2 separate regions of the Sus scrofa genome follow, and region 2 is linked to region 1. A link is a contact called in public HiChIP or PLAC-seq data. All regions are on one chromosome and are shown on one strand. The core of a region is the stretch at or near the end of the contact, and the rest is flanking DNA. Distances in the headings are between cores, read along the strand shown.

Region 1 (5,413 bases), core at 1,228-3,727:
ATGTCAGGCTGGGCACACTGAGTACATAGCCTCCTACAAGTGTGTCACTGCTCCCCGTGGCACCCCTGCTACAAACACAACTGAGGACATGTGGGATGTATTAGTTAAGAGCACGAAGCCTGCCCACCGTGTGCAGCCAGAAAGAAGGGGGCAAGAAACAGGCAGCAAAAGTGTCCCCTGGGGGGTCTTGGCTCCTTCCGCTCATGGTAGTTCTGAATTTCATTCATTCAGCCATACGTATTGAGCACCTTCTGGATGCAGCTCTGTTTGAGGGGCTTGGGATATGTCAGTGAGCAAAACAGAGATCTTGGTCCTCAAGGCGCTTCCATTCTTATGGGGGGTGTGAAGCCATCCACCCTTCCTGCTCTTGTCTCTTATTCGCCACTGTGTCCTCAAGGACAAGCCTGGATCTCGGTGCGCAGCAGTGCTTGATCAGAGATTACTGAAATAACCTACTGCTTAAGAGGTTCAAGGATTCCCATCATGGCTCAGTGGTTAACGAACCCGACTAGTAACCACGAGGACGAGGGTTCAATCCCCGACCTCGCTCAGTGGGTTAGGGATCCGGCATTGCTGTGAGCTGTGGTGTAGGTCACAGACACGGCTCGGATCTGGCATTGCTGTGGCTGTGGTGTAGGCTGGCAGCTGTAGCTCTGATCGGACTCCTAGCCTGGGAACCTCCATATGCCGAGGGTTCGGCCATAAAAAGGCAAAAAAAAAAAAAAAAAAAAAAAAAAAAAAAAAAAAAGTTACAGAGGCGCCAGTTGGTAAGAAAAAGAAATGTTGAAAAAGCCAAAAGATTTCTTAACTCCAGGAGATCTACTGTGTTGGCTTGTTCTGTAATTCATCTTTAGTTATAAAGTCCTCAACCACAGATAAGGGAGATAGTGAAAAAATACTGAATATACGCCAGCAGGGGTATCTTTTCTTTGTTTCTTAGGAATCGGGTATCCACTATGAAAAGTATTTTATTCACATCAGAACTTGGAATTTGCATGACGGTGACCGTTGATACTGATTTACGTGCATTGATGGCCTGGGCCAGACGTTGAGGTTAGAAGATAATTTGGAAGGACAAGTTAAGGGGGGAGAATTGTATTTCCCACTCTGTCCCCCCCCAAAGGAATGTAAAAATATAAATATATTGAGTTTGCTGTGGAGGCAGCTGCCCATCGCAAGGCAAATTGGTTCTCCAGGCTCCGAGTCTCTCCCAGCCTTGGTTTTCCATCTCGATTTTAACTTCGGATCTCTGGCTTCCTTCCCGTATCCATTTCCCCCTTGGTTTGCTAGTGCGGAGACACCAGTGACAGCACTAAAAAGCTGAGAATGTGGTTCAAAGGCACAGAACAGAATAAGCAGGCACTGCTGTAGGTTTGTATGTAAAAATGTACGTTTCAGAAACCAGCCTTCGAAAATGCGGCTTTCAGGGCCCAAGAGTCAAATGCTGGCCAGCCAGTGCCCCTGGGTGTCCTTAGGAAGTCATGCTTCTGCACTGACCTAAGGGCCAGCAGGCAAGGCGCTGAAGGAGGAGGCTCAGGAGGAGGATGAAGAAATCAGATTGAAAAGGGAGGAGAGAAAACAACATGGAAGTGGTCAAGAGAAGCAGGACTGCGGGTGGGCTTTCCTGCCCAGGACGGAGCAGGAGGTTGCTCAGGTTTGCAGCAGAGCAAGGCTGAGGGATGCGGGCCTCCGCTCTCCCTGCTGGAGGGGGGACAGATAGTGGCAGGTCTTGCCTGCCCATCAGGCTGAACAGCCGGCTGGTGCTCAGGGGACTCGCAGGCCCTGTCTCCCCTGGGTAACAGCTGAGCTGTTGGGAACCGGTCCACGTGGAGGGACCTGCACCCAACTCGGGAAGCTTGCTGGAGCGAGGTGCAGGAGGTGCACCCCGAATTCCGACAGCTTGCCAGTGCCGGCAAGGACCTTCCTTTTGAGAATAGTTTGCCATAGTGAATTCTGAAATGGAATCAATGACCTCATGTCAAGGGGCTGCGGAAACCCTCCAAACGGGGGAAATTCCTTGGCTCTCTCCTCTTCAGTTTGGAGTGGCGTTTTAAAGCAACAGATCATTTTAGGCCTGGGTCTCAGCATGGCAAGAATAAACTCATAGTTGAGAGACATGAAAGCAATCATGTGGCTTTTGTTTATTTCCCTCAAATCGGGGTGTTTCGTAGCATTTAGAATGTAATGCTTGCAAGTTCTTTTCTTTTTTTGTTCCATTCTATCGTGATTCTCCATCTAGCTTAAGGAAAAAAAATTTTTTCTGCTGTCATGGCAACAGTGGAAGTGACGACTTGAATAAAATTATGTGACTGAAAAAAAAAAAAAAAAGCATGGGTGGTATAGGAGTTGCTGAGAATTGTATGCTTTTGCATTTAGGACACTTTTTCCCTTTTCTTATATTTAAAATGTGCAGTCTCTCCCCTCCAGTGCCTTCTCCCTCCGGTTGTCACATTGCTCTGGGGCTGGACAGGCCACCTCGGCTTGGTCCTGACGGTGGCACACTTATTTGACTAGTGCAGCCCGAGGCCTTCCGAGCCTTCCTTGTGGTTCCTGAGGAGCCTTTGTTTACCAGCAGGATTCTTCCCAGCTTCAAGAAGAATTTGATTCTGAATCCTAAGCTCTTCCCAGAAACAAACTGGAAACCGTTTGAGGAAAACTTGCCTTTGCCTCAAAGGCAGCGTGCGGTGCCTTGGGAGCGCGCCCTGCGTCCCTCCTGGTTTGGCCTCTCCTGGGTGGCATCCCCTCAGTCACAGGGACTTCCTCCAGCCGCCACCAGAGGGCCTCAGTCCTGCGCGGGAGAAACTGCCTTGGCCTTAGAGGGGAGTGGACTCTCCCCATCAGTTCTCAGTTAGGGCCTCTGAGGCCTCATCTGCAGACCCCAGGCTGCTTCACTTGGGCCAGCTGATTTTCCTTTCCAATTTTGAACCGGTTCCTAGGAGTGTCTCAGTAGCTGGGACCACCTGTATGCATCAGATTTGGATTGGATATACACTTTCATTTGCATATTAATGACGTAAACCCTAGACCTGAGCGTCCATATTTTGTTTTCTTCTTGGGTTGCATGTCCCTTTGAGAGTTCACATCTCTTTTGTCAGGAAGGTGGTGGGTATGGTTGGAAGCTCCCAGCTTGCCCTCTCACTGGCCGTGTGAACCTGGGCAGGCCGTTTCTCTCCAGGGTTGCAATGGACTAAGTTGTGTTGGATCATTATAGCTAGAAAATTCGGTGCATCTGTAACTGGATGTGTTTCTCATTCCACAAGGAAGGCACGGGAGACCTTCCGAATGGCCACTTGCTATCTGGTAGCCTTCCCTGAGTTATAACATTGGGATTTGAAACTACCCCCTCCAGGCCTAATTTCCACCCTGTTTGAACAACCCTTTAAACTGGGTCTCCAACGACATGGTCCCAGTCCTACCCTTACTGCATACGGTTGAAAATGCCATGCTTTTAGTACATAGTAGGCGCTTAAGCTGCGATCCTGGAGTGACATCAGCCCAGTCCTTCCTCCCCTCCCTTTTCCAGCCGTAGCTGTTTCCTTCGCCTCATGTTCCCTAAGAGAACTGAGCTTCAGTCCAAAGCCAGTGAACACGGATGCCGTAAAAACAAATGCAGGGGAGAGCAGCAGAGATCGCGCGTCCCAGAGCCTGTTACCTAATTTTGATTCATGTCCCCTTTGGTGCTGCCCGGAGTCCTGAGCCCAAGCTTCTCTTTTTATGCCACCGTAAAGCTTCTGATCTGATATCATCTGCTATGTGTGGGTGAGAGGAATATGGGCGTATTTCTGTAGCTCTGCCAGCAAAGCGTTCCCTTCAAGTTCTGGGGCTGTTCTTGTGAATGAGAGTCCTGGGATGTCATGTAGGTATAAGATACGAAGTAATAGCCCTTGTGAGTGCTCGTAACATACAGAACCCACATTCAGTTTGATTTAATACTTTCGTGCCATTTAAAATGTCATCCAAGAAGAGAGCCGAATATCTAGAGCATCTGCCACAGCCCGCAGAGGCTGGTGGCCAGCTCTGCACCGGCTGACCCGCTCTGTGGCTTTTGGGAAAGATGAGATATGTTCTAATGAGCGGGTTATAAATATCACTGGGTTATGTCATAGGAGGTGGCAGCGCTCGATGTAAAGGGACCTGCTGGGCCGGGCACAGCCTTCAGAGGGGGCAGACAACAAGTAGGATCTGGGCGCATGGACCAGGATTTACTCAAGATTTATTTGTCCCTTAAGGAAACATGTCAGCAGCCATGCCTCTGTGACGTGTGTGGGCGACGAGATGGGATGTGCTGACCCCACTCGGCCAGGGCTCCCCACCCCCGGCTGCACACTCCCCGAGGGAGGGGCTGGGACCCTCTGCTGCTTCCCCTGAGGGCTTGGTTGGGGTAGGAGGTGCTGATGGATTCACTGGGATGTGATGTCTCTTTTCAAAGATGCAGAACAGGTGCTTGGTGGAGCCCCTCATTCTTCATACTTTTTACCATTGTCTTGCCCACTAAAATTGCAGGTTATAAGATGCCTTTACCACATTACACTCAGTGCCTCGTTGATAGTTCTGTACCCTTTTGCCACTGAAAAGATAGAATTCATTACCCCTCAGCAGAGCAGAGAAACTACTGAGCAACTGTAAAATGGAAGAGGGACTCTTGAAAGATATCTTGCTTTTTTTTTTTTTGCCTCCAGTATGATTTTCCAATATTTATTTTCTTGAAAAAAATTTGATGGTGGAATCACCAAAGACCATCAATCCTAGGTCAGATTTTTCTGAGTTGAACAAAGATGCACAGACATGCACTGCACAATTGTTTGCTTAAAATCCAGCCAACAGCTTTTATGTAGACAAAATGCATTGAAATATGTGTATGAAATATTGAATATTAACACACACCAGATGGAAACCCTGTCAAATTCTGTGTGCACACAGGAACTTGACAAGAGGAGTCGGGAGATTTAGAGAGATCCTCAGAGCAGTCGAAACAAGAACAACCCAAAACCTGAGAATGGTAAGTGGGACTAGGGACTTGGTTGAGACCCAAAGGCTCTTCAGGTGTCTCCTCTCCCTCCCATATGTGCATTATAAAGTATATGTCATTTACCATGCTGTGTTCTATAGTATATATGTTACACCCTATAAATTATGTCTCCATGAAGCATAAATATGTGTAGATCAATCAATCAATCTATCTATCTACCTCTCTCTCCATCTCCTACATACATACCATACAGTCACCCATTTAAAGTCATTGGATTTTAGTTGTCACAGAATTGTTCGGCCATCACTAATATTTCATTTCAGCGCTGTCTCCTCACCCCCCTCCCCAAATCTCCATGCCCATTAGTAGTCAATTCCCATTTTCTCCTTTCCCAAGCCTCTGGCAACTGTAAACTTACTTCCTGCTTCTATAGATTTGCCTATT
Region 2 (5,493 bases), core at 1,421-3,920, 370 kb after region 1:
TAGGGTTGGGAGAGGTTTCAGAACTCACCTGGCCTCCCTCTCCTGACCTCTGTAAGGACAGCAGCTCAGAGGCACACTCAGGACAAAAGGGCACAATCTCATGGGCAGAAGTCGGCATCAAGATGAGTTACCACCAGAGTTTCTGTATTTTTAACATTTATTCTTCAGACTCAAAAGCTCAGATTTTATGTTTTGACACCCTTGTATGAAATGGAAACCTTGAGAAGTTTAAAGGCCAGCGTGGTGTCTGTCCGTGGACCAGACACCTGTTGCTTGTTCACCAGAGGAGGCAGCTGGGGCAGCAGGAGAGCTGGGTTCCTGTGGAGCTCTGCTCCTGTCCTTAGGCCCCTTAGCCAGAGGGGTGCATCAGATGTTCCCTAAAAGTTCCAGTGCTGACACTCTGTGCATCTATCTAAGGAAATGAAAGAGCTTTAATTTACAAAGGAGAGCCTGCAGATTTGCCAGTTGATCTTCTCCAGTCTTTTGTAGGTAGAGACAGACACACAGGGTGTGAGGTCCAGACTTGCAGTATTTTTACTGAGTGTCTGCCATGAGCCAAGTTTGGTTGGACTGTAGATAGAAAATTCTTATTCACTCAGAAATTCCTTAAGGGCCCCAGGCTTTTTTTCTGTCTTTTTGGAAAGATGAGCATTGGACCAGGAATTAATTAGAGCAGTGACTTCCCCTAGCAGCTCTCTGGGAGGCATCTGGATGGGCTTCTAACGCTTTGATAAACACAGTGAAAAAATCGAATTAGGGCCAGAATGTGAGGTGCAGGCCGAGAGTGCCAGGAGAGAGCGGGGGCCGTGGGGCCACTGGCAAAGGGTGGGGCTCCGTGGAGGAGGGCACTGGTTTGTTGGGTTGTATGTGGGTGCCTTCTAGGTACACAGGCACATGCATGGTTCATACACGCGAGCTCATTTGCTTGCTTGCTTGCCTTTTCCCCCTGCAAAAAATGATGGAAGGAGTTAAAACTTACTGTTGGCCATGGAGAATATGGGAGAGAAAAGGAATTGGACAAACAGCAGTTGACTTTCAAATACACTGTCCTGCATATGCATGGACACTTTCAGCTATACCTTTTTTGTTGTTGTTTTGACTAAAATTGCAGTTATTTTCAAGATTCTTAGAGTTCTTTAATTTAGTCATCTACCCACACAATAAATAAGGAAATAAATGTAAGTATATAAACCAGTTAGTTGATTTCCTGGGCCTAATAAAAGAAGTTTTCACGAAGAGAAAGGGAACAGTGGCATTTCCGAATTGGTCATCTTTAGATTTGATTTTACCCTCTAGCATAATTTCTTCTTCTACTTATTTTTTTTAATTTTTCTTTTTTTTTTTTTTTTTGGTTCATTGCTGCGCCTGCAGCATGTGGAAGTTCCCAGGCTAGGGGTCAAATCAGAGCTACAGCTGCCGATCTGCGCCACAGCGACTTAGGATCCAAGCCACGTCTGTGACCCACACCACAGCTCACGGCAACACTGGATCCTTAACCCCCTGATCAAGGCCAGGGATCAGACTCATCCTCACGGATCCTGGTCGGTTTGTTAACTGCTGAGCCACGAGGGGAACTCCCATTTCTTCTTCCACTTTGTTGAGAGATGGCAGAAGCTAGAATATATTGAAAGGCCACCATTTACTAGAGCTGGTGAGGGCAGAAGAACCCACTTCACTTACCTTTCTAGTAAATAAATAAGCCTCCAGTCATAGGGTTGCGTAGCAGTTTTGCCATATTACTTAAAAAAACCTGTATAAATTAACAGTTGTTCAGATTTGTTTGTACTCAGGGAAGAAAAAAGAATCAAATTTTGCAAAAGCCCAAGGACCTTCAGCCTTCTCATTTCTTAGAGATGTTACTTCCCCCATATGGAGGCACCTTGTGAAGGGACAGCAGTGCCAAAGACAGCCATGACTCAGCACCACACAGCTCCCTGAAGGGAGTGCTTGGAGCCTTGTTCTGGTACAGAAGGTGGGCAGTCAGTGCCCACCTGCTGCTGTTACCTCCCCCACCCCCCACTCCACCTCTGCCCCCATCCTGCCCCATCCGGGCCCTGGGAGAAGATGACCGACCAGTGAGGCCCTGGCAGAGGGTCCGGGCGGCAGGGCTTTCCGGGGTGCGCCTCATCGGTGAGGACCTCCTTGGCCTGTGAGACCTAGTTCCTGAGGAAGGGCGGCCCTGAGCGAGGCTTCCTGGGGCCCGTGCCTGCGGCCACGCTGCCCTCAGTTCTCTGCCGGCGCCCCAGGAAGGCAGGCTTACCGCGGATGGGCAGCATTGGCGTCTCCACCTGTTACAGTTCAGCCTGACAGGAGCTTAGGGAAGTCGGGGTTGGTCGGGGTGAGGAAAGAGGGCACGGAGGGCCGCGTCCTGGACCTTTCTTCCCCTTTGCACCTCTGCTCTGCTGCGGGGAAATCCCTGCAGGTGCACACGGGGTACATGCAGCCCCTAGCTGCTCGCAGCCCGTGCCTTAGAGAGGACTCCTGAATGCAGACTCCTTCACCCCAGGCTCTCGCCTGGCCCTTAACTGTTCTTAGCCCGTTAAGCAGAGGCTAAGAACAGTTAACCTGTGGCCGGTTGGTGAAGGAAATCGCGGCATTCTCACTTGAGGCCAGCCAGCTCGTGCGCCTGGATTCGCCGGCTTCCAGGGCATCTGAGTCTCACAAATAAACAGAGTGGCCGAGGAAGTACAGTCATGCGAGTTCTCTTCCTTCCGTAACAGCCGTGAGTGTCGTTACTGTCGTAGCCGAGGACTCTGAAGTGTTTGGGCGTGTGAAGGAAGGACAGCTCGCACTGAGGTCCAGCCTCAGAACCTCAGGACGGCCGAGGCTCGTGCTGGGCAGGGGGGCAGGGCTCCCCCGGGCACTCGGAGAGGTGGGGAGGGCCTGCGCCTCCTCTGCGGTTTTCCCAGATGTGGGTGCAGCCCCCTGTCATAGTCTCAGAGACTCTGGGATTAACCTGAAAGGTCTGAAAAGGAAGTGAGGCCGTCCTTGGTAGATGGCGGTCTTGAGCTGCGGATGGACGTCTCTAGATGCCATTTCTTGGGGTTGGGCCACAAGCCCTCACCGGTCCATCCACGCCGGGCACAGGCTGCCCGGTGGGCAGAACCAGTGTCCACTGGAAAGCGCTCCTGGGGGACGAGGAGTCTGGGGGAGGCAGGTGGGTGGAAAGCCCAGGAACAGCCTTCAGCTCCATAAGCTTAGCCTGCATCAGGAGCTGCCTGAGAGGGTTGTGCCGCCACGGAGGAGCTGCCAAGCGACAGTCCCTTCCTAGGACCTGGGAAAGATCTGGGGGTGGGGGTGGGCACACGCTGCTCCCGTTCCCACAGCAGGCATGGAAAGAGCACCTGTCTGTGAGTTGAGACTAAGGATTTTTATACTTTAGTATTAAAAACATGCTGAATATCTGTGTGCTCTCAGACTGAAATTCCCAACTGGAAATGTGCTTTTGACAAGTTTACTGATGCAGTAATCCTAGTTATCTCATTGCTCTAAAGTAGCTTTCGGAAGATGGCAGGTGTTAAAGCAGGTACCTTCTGTGTAGAGTCATCACCCTCGTCTCACACCCGAGGCCTTGTTCTAGGCACTCTTGGTAACATAAGGCATGACCAAGGGTGCCTCGTAGAGGAGGAGATGAAGCCGAGTCAGAAATGCTAAGATTGACTCGACCTGCAGGAACAGAGTGGCCCCTGGGGGTGACCTGTGGGGCATGGACCCATGTCACCTGGTAGGCACTGTGGCAGTGCCTGGCCAACCACGGGCTGGCTGCCTACAGCTGAGGAGCCTCTCGTGGATCAGCAAGGGGTCTCTGTTTAAATTCATTTTTGTATTTTTTTCCCCTTTGCCTCAGGTTTCCTTAGGAAATAAAGAAAGAAGCAAAGGTGTGTTCTACAAAGCCCTTCAGAATTGCCCTTGGGCAAAGGTAAGTTCCAGAGACCCTGGTCTCTTCAGATTCCCAAGAACCTTCCAGCCAAGCTCATCCAGTGTCATGGGGACAGGGCACCTCCCAGGCCTTTTCATAGTTGAGGTATGCCCCTTGGAGCCCAAGGGTCCTTTGTTTCCTTTCCCTGCACTGGAGTTGGCATGGGGTGTTGCCAGGGCCAGCTGGTTCCCAGCATTTGCCCAGAGCTCAGCCAAGATGCTGCAAGCATTGGACTGAGTTCCCCCTTTGCCCTGCAGGGCCCAAGTCAGGAGATGTTTAGAAATCAGATTGATGGTGACTGCAGTGGCTGCCCCCCAATTCTGAGAACCAGTGAAGGCCTCTGAGTTCCTCAGCTTCCCTCTGCTCTTGAGCGCAGAGTCCTCCCTGGGGAGGGGAGTGTGGGCAGTGCAGGGGCGGCAGCGAGCTGACGGGCCTCTCCTTCCCGTCCCAGGTGTTGTACATGGACGCCGTGGAGCACTTCCCTGATGAGATGCAGGAGATCCTGGACCTGATGACGGAGAAGGAGCTCCGGGTGCGCCTGCCCCTGGAGGAACTGGAGCTTCTGCTTGAGGACTAGAACCTGGGGAGTGGGGAGCGAGCCGAGGCCTCAGCGCCCGCCTGCCAAGGAATCAGAAGCTTCCGGATGAACCAGAAGCATGTTGAGACCTCCACCTGTGAAGCTTCTTGGTATTTTGTGTCTGGGCTGTCAGCTTCTTATCTCTGGCACATTTTTTGCATGTGCAAATGACACAGAGGCTACTGTCTTACATATTATATATGTGAATATGTGTACATATGTACACAGACAAGAGTCGTGCCAAGTGACAACTGAATGCGTTGTGGTTGCCGTGCAAAGTTCCCTTTGGTCCACTTTTAGCATCAGCCCACCAGGGTGAGTGTACCTCTCGGCTGGCATCCTTGGGGGTCCTGCCAAGCCTTCCGGGTCTGGTAGTGGAGGTGAGTGAATCCTGGTCACTCAGTGCTGGGACCTCCTCCTCCAGGCTGCCCTTTTCTTCAGATCAGAGCAGGGGGGGGGGCATTTAAAACTTGTGTGTTCTCACCTGTATCAGATGTGTCCAGAGGCCTCATTCTTCCCTAAGCTTTACTCGGTGACACCCCGACTGTGGACCCAGCAGCCTGCATCATTTTCGAATTGCAGAGTCTCAGGCTCCACCCCAGCCCTGCTGAGTCAGCATCTGTGCTCTTCAAGGACCCCGTTAGGGGCCCTGGGTGCGCGCTGCAGCGTGGACAGCACTGTGAGCACTGGCCACCAGCGTCGCCAAGTGGAGACTGGAGGCAGCTCCTCCCTCCCTCCGCACTCCGCCCTGCCTGTGAGATGTGCAGAGCCCGGCCTAGACAGGAAGCCGGGACCGGCCACGTGCTCCTGATCGCTGTGGGCTGAGTAACACCTGACTGAGAGGAATTCCTTTATCTTAGACCCTGTGAGTGGACACTTTCTTTGGCTCCCCCCCCCCTTTAAATCATGCTCTCTACAACTGCTGAAAGCTTATTGCTTTGGCACCTTCCCCAGGCAAGCCGGTGTTGGGGAATGGCATTTTGACTGGCAATGGATG

Evidence for each region. HiChIP or PLAC-seq counts read pairs in DNA pulled down with a chosen protein or histone mark.
Region 2: a contact with region 1 is called in an H3K27ac HiChIP or PLAC-seq map of alveolar macrophages. The contact joins two enhancer-like sites. A contact is called at or near these places in 12 of 47 Hi-C or Micro-C datasets (brain, embryonic fibroblasts, fibroblasts and 3 more) and 2 of 2 datasets of contacts at active chromatin or transcription factors (alveolar macrophages and skeletal muscle).

Annotation. Positions count from the first base shown.
Region 1 is chr7:112,411,030-112,416,442 of Sscrofa11.1, reverse strand. It overlaps TTC7B (tetratricopeptide repeat protein 7B), which reads left to right. Exons shown (of 20, transcript XM_021099609.1): 6 at 4,921-4,999. Among named protein-coding and RNA genes, the nearest start is that of TTC7B, 110 kb to the left of the region's middle. Within about 2 kb of position 2,477, at least 12 of the 83 cell types and tissues checked have an H3K27ac peak or open chromatin away from gene starts, as enhancers often do. A contact at or near this core is called in alveolar macrophages, where this site is marked.
Region 2 is chr7:112,041,903-112,047,395 of Sscrofa11.1, reverse strand. NRDE2 (protein NRDE2 homolog) reads left to right here. Exons shown (of 14, transcript XM_021099603.1): 13 at 3,848-3,919; 14 at 4,371-5,493. The coding sequence ends at 4,496. Among named protein-coding and RNA genes, the nearest start is that of PSMC1, 17 kb to the right of the region's middle. Within about 2 kb of position 2,670, at least 6 of the 83 cell types and tissues checked have an H3K27ac peak or open chromatin away from gene starts, as enhancers often do. A contact at or near this core is called in alveolar macrophages, where this site is marked.